2 separate regions of the Callithrix jacchus genome follow, and region 2 is linked to region 1. The links are chromatin contacts, called in public Hi-C maps. All regions are on one chromosome and are shown on one strand. Each heading gives the region's core, a stretch centred on a gene start, on an enhancer-like site or on the middle of the called end of the contact. The rest is flanking DNA. Distances are from core to core; before and after follow the strand shown.

What was found. Hi-C and Micro-C count contacts between places; a contact is called where the count stands out from the background.
Region 2: a contact with region 1 is called in a Hi-C map of skeletal muscle, with 4 times the contacts expected there. The contact joins the promoter of PSMA7 here to the enhancer-like site in region 1. A contact is called at or near these places in 2 of 3 Hi-C or Micro-C datasets (induced pluripotent stem cells and skeletal muscle).

What each region holds. Positions count from the first base shown.
Region 1 is chr5:57,547,670-57,552,011 of calJac240_pri, reverse strand. TAF4 (TATA-box binding protein associated factor 4) reads left to right here. Exons shown (of 17, transcript XR_013535268.1): 17 at 2,408-3,911. Among named protein-coding and RNA genes, the nearest start is that of TAF4, 80 kb to the left of the region's middle. Within about 2 kb of position 1,856, at least 1 of the 16 cell types and tissues checked has an H3K27ac peak or open chromatin away from gene starts, as enhancers often do. A contact at or near this core is called in skeletal muscle, where this site is marked.
Region 2 is chr5:57,705,627-57,709,968 of calJac240_pri, reverse strand. It overlaps PSMA7 (proteasome 20S subunit alpha 7), which reads left to right and starts at 1,975. Exons shown (of 7, transcript XM_035299105.3): 1 at 1,975-2,151. The coding sequence starts at 2,056. It overlaps SS18L1 (SS18L1 subunit of BAF chromatin remodeling complex), which reads right to left and starts at 1,849. Exons shown (of 12, transcript XM_035299101.2): 1 at 1,463-1,849.

The DNA of each region.
Region 1 (4,342 bases), core at 607-3,106:
TGGAGAAATCGCCTCCTTTCATTTGGCCCTTTTAAGAGCCCTGTGACAGGGCAGGGGGTGCCTGTGGTGCCATTTTTAGAGGCGGAGACCCAGCTCAGGGAGGGTTCACGTGGCATGTCCAAGGTCGTGGGGATTTATGTTTGCTCACTCGCTTGCTTATTCTCTAATCCCAGTGCCTGCACCTAGAAAACCCCAAGCCCCTGTGTTTTGAGTTGTTTAGGCCGAGGCCCCCTAGGGCTTCATGTCTGTGCTGGCCCTCGTGGATCTGTGTTGTCCCAGGCCCTGCTTTGCAACATTGCGCCTGTGTGTGTCACACAGTCCCTCTAGAGTGTCCATGGGTGCCCTGGCTCTGGTCCCCACAGACGCTTTGTCCTCCAGCCTCCCATTGGGGTTGGAAGCCCTCACTCTCCTCCCAGCAGGCTCCATGACCAGTCCCCCGGGCTTCTGTGCCCACCATGGGCATAGCCCATGAGGGGTTTCAATGAACCTAGATAGGAAAGCCGCTGCCACTGCTGTGTGGGCTGGGCACAGAAGACCCTGGTCCGCCGGCAGCCCCAGTCCTGAGAACGGAGGGAGAGGTTCCCATGAGATCTCCACTCTGTCTTCAGAGCAATTTAGCATAGGACCTTCTGTGGTAGCCAAACTCCACATAGAATTCTGTGAGCAAAGACCCTGTTGGAAAGACAAGGGAGTGTGGACCCTCCTGCCTGGGGTGAGGCGGGTGGGGAGGGTGGAGGGCACTGTGTAGAGAGGGGCAGTTGGAATATTGGGTAGGTTAGATTCGCGGGTAAGCTTGTTTTTCTTTTTCTTTTTTTTTTTTTTAAAAGATTTAAGAAAAAAATTAGTTTTATTTATTAAACTCATAGAACCTGGAGAATTTATGGTTTTCATTCATAGTTGTACCTTCAGAGCCTGGCACAGAAGCAGGGCCCGGCATCAGGTTCTCAGTGTGCTGGGCCTGGGGGTGGCCTCAGCACCCAGCAGGCACTGCCTCGCCCCCTGCCCTTGGTTGCTGCTGACACTTGCATTAGAATATTTTGATTTTTGACTCTCAGCATCCCTTAAATTGTGCTCCCAAGATGAGCGTCTCACTTTCACCCCAGCCCTCTTTCTTGGCTGCTGAGCTATTTTGAGGTAGACACATCAAACCGCAGTCTGGAATCTATAGCAGGTGTCACTGGGTCACAGCCTGCTTGGGTGGTGCCTGTGAGATCCCCGCCCTCACTCTGCAAACTGTCACCCGCCCAAACTTGATCAGGTGCGGATCAGTTTGTAATGAGCGAGTGTGGAGCCTGCAGAGGCTTCAGTAGCAGAGGGACCCAGGGCGGATCTGAAGAAGGGCCCTCAGGCTCAGGGCATCTGAAGGGAGACGGTGCCCTCTACTGTTTGAGTCTCATAGGAATAAAGAAAATGCCATCGGTTAGAGACCATCACACAGGGCAGCTGTGCTCCCAGCCTGAACTGATAATGGCAGAGGGGGGATGGGAGGAAGGGCAAGATGAGGGCACCAGGTCGGGGCAGCTGGGCCTCGCCTGCAGCTGCCCACAGTTTGGCTCCCATGCACAGAGCAGAATCCGTTACTTCCATCATCTTAACTGCGGTTGAGAACGTGCTGTAAAGATGCCATCGTAATCTTTGTACTTAAATATACATGAGCAACTTTAACCCCCATGGCAGGCCTTGGTTTTCAGCCAAATGGGGAAACAGCAGCTGTTGGGAGTTTGGCATGTGCCCTGCTGGGTGGTGTCGTGCAGGTGTTGTCTGCTGAAACCACAGGAACACTCCACAAGAACTGGCACCCAGCAGCTATGCTTCTCCAAGCAGGAAGGTGTCTGAGGCGGCTCAGGACACAGCTGGACACCTGGAGGGGGCTGGCAGAGGCAGGGTCTCTGCAGCCAGGGCCCAGCCAGAGGGAGGGTTGTGCAGGGTTGTGGAGGAGCCGGGGATGACTGTGGGAACCACTGAGCAATCCAGCCTTCTTAGCTGACCCAGCACACCCAGTGCAGGAATTCAGCAGCCAAGCAGGGATGACACACAGAGACACAGTGTGGCTTCTGTGCCCTCTGCTGCGGTCGCATGGAGGGTGACCCTGGGACTGCTCAGCCATCCGCCTTGGGCGGGTGCCACCCCCTGGTCCGTCCTCAGCCCCGGGCCTGGTCTGAGTACTGTGGGGCATTGGGCAGTGTCTGAGTCTGCCCTATCCTGAAGGCACAGTGTGGGGCCTCCTGCCCTCACCCCTGCCCTGGCAGGCCCTGAACGGCTCCTCCTGTGGGCCTGCCGGAAGGGGCCCGGCCGGGCCTGGCCTCCTCTGGCATCAGGGTACTTGGGACAGCCAACAGGCGGCACCCCTTGCCAGCCCCGCTTCGAACCCCACTAACACAACTGTCTTTTCCTTTTTCGTCACCAGGGGTCGGGCTCCGGCTCAGTGGTCCCAGGCAGCTCGGGTGTTGGAACCCCCAGGCAGTTCACACGACAAAGAATTACACGGGTCAACCTCAGGGACCTCATATTTTGTTTAGAAAATGAACGAGAGACAAGCCATTCACTGCTGCTCTACAAAGCATTCCTTAAGTGACACAGGAGGACGCCTGGGGACTTTTTATATATTTGCAGATTACGCCTTTTTGTAACAAGCAAATGGGATATTGTTTAAAAAACAGCCACCTCTTTACAATGGAACAGTTTTATATTCCTGTTTCTAAATCAACTCTTCAGTGTGGAAGAAAATACGTTTCTGTAACAGAGAGAACACAAAGGCCTGTGGATACTCTTAAAGGACAATTAAATCTTAACTCATCTTGATTGAGTGGCCTTCTTGCCAAACAAGCCATATATAAAGACTGATGGAATCGTTAGCAAATAATTAGCTGCCCTCTGTCAACTCATAGCAGTTTCTGCTATTTGTGCATTTTGGTTTAGTTCTACCTAACTTACCATGTAGGTGTCTGTCTACAGCCGATGACCTCATTTCCTTTATTTTATTTTTGTAATAGTCAGTTGGCAAAGCAAACTGATTTTTTAGACTATTTATCTTCCTTCCCCTCTCCTCCCAACTCCTTCCCTGCCCTCCCCTCGCCTCCCCTCCGCTGAGAGTCCTGCAGGAGGACACAATTCATCTTGGCGCCCCCACCTCAGAGTGTAATCACATTTCTGCTTAGTAGCGGCAGAGCCCAGCAAAGGTGGGCTCCTTCTGAATGTGTGGTCAGCATCTGTACAAATGCATTTTATTTGCTATAGTTTGTAAAGTTGTAAAGTTAAAAGAGATGAAAACCTTTTCAGCATAAATATATTTTACTTGCACTGTGTTTTTTAGCTAAAAGTGAAAACCTAGATTAAATAAAATCAAAGTTGAGAAGAATCATCAAGACTGTTTCTCGGTGTGAATCAAGTGTTGAAAATGGTTGGTGTATTTTGTCAGTAACTGTACATACTTTGGCACATGACAGAATGGCTATGTAAACTAGAACTATTTTGCTAAGACACTGTATGCAAGCCTTGGGCCGACTTGACAGGCGTCCAGAGCAAAGCCCTTCTTTGTACCTATTTTTTTATTACAAATATACTAATTGGTTCTTTATATTTTCAGAGGTTATTGTATGAAATTGTCTATTGATAGTACTTTTATGACTGTAAATACTCCGGCTTTCTCCATGTGAATTCTCACGTTAGACTTTAATTCGAGCGCGTGTGAACTGAACGCTGATCAGTATTTTTTATCAACACCTGAGAACTGTTACACCTTTTATTTTGTCTTTTAGGAAATCCCCGTCTTTCCATTTTTTCATGTAAATTTTGCACAGTTACTTGTTCATATGTAAATATTTTACTTTCAAAAATGAAGTTTTTAATTGCTATTGTTTTATATAGGATTGAAAGAAAATTAACTCCTTTATTAAAAACAAATTTATCTGTATTTGTTTTGCCTGTTTTTCCCCAGTTTTCCAGTTTTAGATTTTGCTTGCCAGACTCCACTCTGGCTCTGCTGAGGTGCTGGTTTCTGAACCACCTGTTGGAATCTGTAGCTGAGTCCCAGTAGAGCCGGGAGAAGGAACTTTCTCTGTGAGGACAGGGCCCGGGCTGCCCTGTGTGTGGAGTCTGAGGGCTGAGGGCTGAGGGCCGGGCTTACCTTCCATTCTCGCAGGTGGAGATGAGCTGGGCACAGCTGGGAGGGGCGGGGGGAGGCCCGGGGCAGGGGGAGGTAGACACAGAAACACACCTGTAGAGCCCGGCTGAGGGCCCCAGCCCTCCTCCTGTGGCAAAAGAAGGGGTCTTCAGGGTGGTTCATGGTACAGGTTGGCCGCTCCTGGTGGGCCCTCAGAGGCTCAGCGCAGATGTGCACTGT
Region 2 (4,342 bases), core at 726-3,225, 160 kb before region 1:
TGTGCCATGCTGTGACACTTAGCAGCAAGGCACTTCGCCCCCCTAGGCTTCAGCATCCACTTACAGCAAGGCACAGCCTCCCTAGGCCTCAGCGTCCTTAGCTATCAAACGGGCTGCCAGTAGCTTCCAAGAAAAATCACATGAATTAAGATTTATAAAACCCGTGTTACAGTGTCTTGGATATAGTAAGCACCACATAAGTGTTTAGTAGGTAAATTAAAATGCCACACCTGTAAATCTGTTTCTGCTGTTCTCAAATAATCTGCCCTGTTCAGAGTTGGCCAGTGCTCTCATTTATTAAGACCATAAATTTCTCAAACTAACCACAGCAAGGGTAGTCTCAAAATAGGCGATAAATTTAGGACAATTTCCACAGGAGACCGGCACGTCATCAAGGAATAAGAGCGTCAGTGAAGGTCAAGGTGAACCCCCGTAGGGAGATAAGCGGCTCCTGGAAACCTAGGAACACCACCGTTTATCCCTGCAGTCCCACCAGGATGAAGACGAGTCAGAGTTTAGGAAAAAAAATCCCAGTGTCACTCCAAAAGATGTTGTGACGACGGAAACAGGAATGGCTAATGCTGATTTTCTTCCGAATTTGTCTTCCACAGAACAGCAGAAAATAAAAAGTCTTAATTTCAAAACTTAGGACTTTAGATAACAGTGTCCTAAACCCATGAAAACGCTGTCTCTAGAAAACCACAAGGCCGAACTTACGGAGTGAGAGAAAAGGTTGTGGAGCAAATCAATAAAGTTTGTTAGGCAAGGCTGTGGGCGAGGGTGTCACGCTGAAACCCAGCGTAGCCGCGAGGATACAGGCGGACGGTGCGATCCCTACGGGGCCGGGCTGCTAAACGGCGACCGAACGGTCCCAAACTGGGCATCCAGACGCGTCCCTCTGTGCCTCCAGCGGCAGGAGAGGCTGCCCCGGCCGCGGTTGCCGCCGTCTCTGTGCGCCCTGAACCCGGCCCGAGCCCCTCTTCACTCGCCAAGCTGAGCGCAGAAAGCGAGTGCCGCCGGCCGCCGCCTTCGCCACCTAGGCTGGCAGCGGAGCTCGACGAGCCCTCGCCCGGGCCGCGAAAACGAATGCCCGTGCGCCGGGTACGGCCCAGAACGGTTCTCAGAGCGCGCCGCGGACTCGGCGGACAGCGCGCTCGGAGGCCGGCACCTTCCGACGTCCGCCCGGCCCCCACCGCCCCGCGCCCGGCCCGAGGGACCCGCGCGCCCCAACGAAGTTGGCGCAGGCTCTCCGGGGGGCGTCCCCCGCACAGCCCGGTGACCGCCAGTGCACAGGCATGGGGCGCGGGGACGGGCACGGGGCCGCCGTCGGGGCTTGCAGCTGCCCGGCTGCGCCCCGGCTTTGTTAGCGCCCCGCGCCTGCCGGCTGCCCGCGCCCGGGCCCCGCGCGCGCTCGCCCCTCCGCAGCCCCGCCGCCCCGCGCCGCCGTCTCGGCCCGGCCCACCTTCTGGATGGTTTGCTGTGTGACCTCCCCTTTGCCTCTTGGTCGGGCGGACGCGAAGGCCACGGACATGGTGGCGGCGCGGGGGTTAGCCCGTGGTCATCGGGGTGGATACTCCGGCTGCGCTCGGCGGCCCGAGGCGCTCATTATCCGCAGTCGCGGCGGGGGACAGGGGGCGGGGGCGCGGGGGGCGCCGCGTCCTGGGCTCGTCCTTCCCGCCGCCGTCGCCTCGCCTCCGGGTCCGCCGAGCAGCCGCGCCGCCCTGCAGAAGGGCCTGTGGTCCAGTGCCGAGCGGTGGCCCCCGGCGGGCTCCTCTAGACCCGCGCTCGGCCCGCCTCAGCGCAGCACCTCCCACCCCCAGCCACCGGTGGTTCCGCCCGGCCCCGCCCCGCCCCCGGCGCGCGCCCGCACGTCCGTGGACGCCGCCTGACGCCGCCCGACGCCTCCTGACGCCGCCCGACGCTGGCAGCGCAGGTCACGGCGCCGAGGGCGGGGGGGGCGGGCGTAGTGGCGCCGGGAGTCGCGGGCGCGCGCGGGCCGTGAGTGTGCGCTTTTGAGAGCGGCGGTGGAAAGTGCTTGGCTGCCGCCCCGCCGGCATGAGCTACGACCGCGCTATCACCGTCTTCTCGCCCGACGGCCACCTCTTCCAAGTGGAGTACGCGCAGGAGGCCGTCAAAAAGGGTTCGACCGCGGTGAGGCGCCGGGGCCTGCGCCGGCCCGGGACGCGGGCGGAAGTGGGGCCGGGGAGCCGGGAGAGGGCCGGGGCCGGGCGCGGAGCTGTGGGCGCCCGCAGGCATACGCGGGGCAGTGGCTTGGGCGACCTGGGCTGCTGTCGAGCGCGGGCCCCGCTGCCCTTCTCCACGAGTGCCTGCAGAGGCGGCGTTTGGTGTGCGAGCCGCAAGCGCCCGTTGCCCCCACCCAACGCCTCGCGTGGGTCCCGGGCGCGCGGGGCCGTGGCGACGCCATCTTGGGTACCCCTGGCCCGGGCCTGGCGCGTGGGTCGCGCTGCGGAGGCCGGGCGAGGGCCGCTCCAGGCTGCGGAGCGCGGGGGTCTGCCTACGCTCTCTAGGGGGCCGTTCACGCAGCGGGTGGCTCGGGGTGAACTATCCAACCAGATCTCCGTTACGGGGATCCCCACTCGCTCAACGGCAACACTTGTCCTTTAAGTCCCGGTGGGCTTCGGAAACAAAGCGACTCGCTGGCAGGGCCGGTGGCGGGCGCCTTCCGGATCTCTGCGCCCTGCCGGAAGGAGCCCTCCGCTGGGCCCGGCTGCAGCCGCCCGGGTCGGGACTGGTCTGAGCACGGCCGGCCGTCTCTTTTTGATGAGGGCTCGTGTACAGTGACCTTAGTGACATTTTTTGAAACTTAAATTCGTAATATCAAGACGTGTAGGTTTTATTGGTCAGGCTGTGAGATCGTTTTTCTTGTATCTTCTGGCATTCAGAGGTTTGAGCAGGCAGAGAAAGCAGCACACGGTTCTGTAAATTTTAAAGTGTTTTCATTTGCTGAATCTTTGTTTCAAAATGAAGGCCCAGTATTCTTCAGGTGGTCTAACTCAGCTTAAAGAGCACTAGGAGGAGTCAGCTGACCCCTGCCCCCAACTCCAATTCTGCCGCCCCCGCCAGCTGGCCGCATCTGGCTTTAACCAACCCTTGTAGCTTCTCTGGGCCTTCCGGGTCAGTTCGAAGGCCAAGTGAGTCTACCTGAAAAAGCTCCCAGAAGACCGAAAACACTTCAGACCAGTACTTCTCAGCCAGGGATGGTTTTGTGCCCTCGGGGCCAGTGGCAGTGTGTAGAGACTTCCAGTGGCCCAAGGCCTTGCAGAGGTGCTCCTGGCATTTAGCGGGTAGAGGCCAGGGACACTGCTGAACATCCCCCTCCGCCCCGCAGCGGGGCAGGGCAGCGAGATCAGCCTGCCCTAGTGGTCACCGAGCTGAGCTGGAGGAGCCCTGCACTGTGAACCAGGAGGCGCTGTTTATCCCAGTGACGGTTTCCTTTGTTTCTGGCTTGACTTGGGGTTAACTGTCTGTGATTGTCCACGCATTTAACAACAGCTACATTCTTCTCTAGTATCAGCCGTAAACAATTTCGGGTAACAGTTGACACCTTGTCCACTGATAGCAAATCAGGCCCCTTCGGTGTCACTTGAGTATGCCATAGTGCAAGAAACAGGGCAGTGTGCCTTAATTTCACAATTACAGAAACACTGCCATTAGAACACCAGACTGGAATGTGAAAGTCTCAGGCTTCCAGGCTTTGCATGGGACTGTTTGATTCATTGGGTTGAAATGAAACACATGCTGATTATATAGCGGTTGATTACTAGCTATGTTGTAACTAAAACTACATTTCAGTATTCTAAAGGCACAGGTTGGCCACCTAGGTGAGCACACCTGGGCTAGCTCTACCAGCAATAGATGAATGCCCTGGGTTTGCAGGATGTGCTGCCAGCCACAGTGACAGACAAGTGGAGGAGAAAGGGGTGCGGGTGAACACACCTTCAGTGGAGGCTGCTGCCCAGAGTACGTTGCCACATGACCCAGGTTCAGATCTGCTCCTAGTGCTCACTGCCTGGCAGTAGAACCATGTAACTTTTTTGGGAGGGTGGGGTGGGGGTGAGGAGTCAGGGTCTTGCTGTCTTCTGTCTCCTGTCTCCCAGCCGTCATGGCTCACTGCAGCCTCCAGCTCCCAGGCTCTGGTGATCCTCCCACCAGCCTCCAGAGGAGCTGGGACTACAGGCTTGAGCCACTATGCCTGGCTAATTTTTGTACTTTTTGTAGAGTCGGGTTTTGCCATGTTGTCCGTGCTGGTCTTGAACTCCTTACCTCAAGTCATCCACTCACCTCAGCCTCTCAAAGTGCTGGGATTACAGGTGTGAACCGC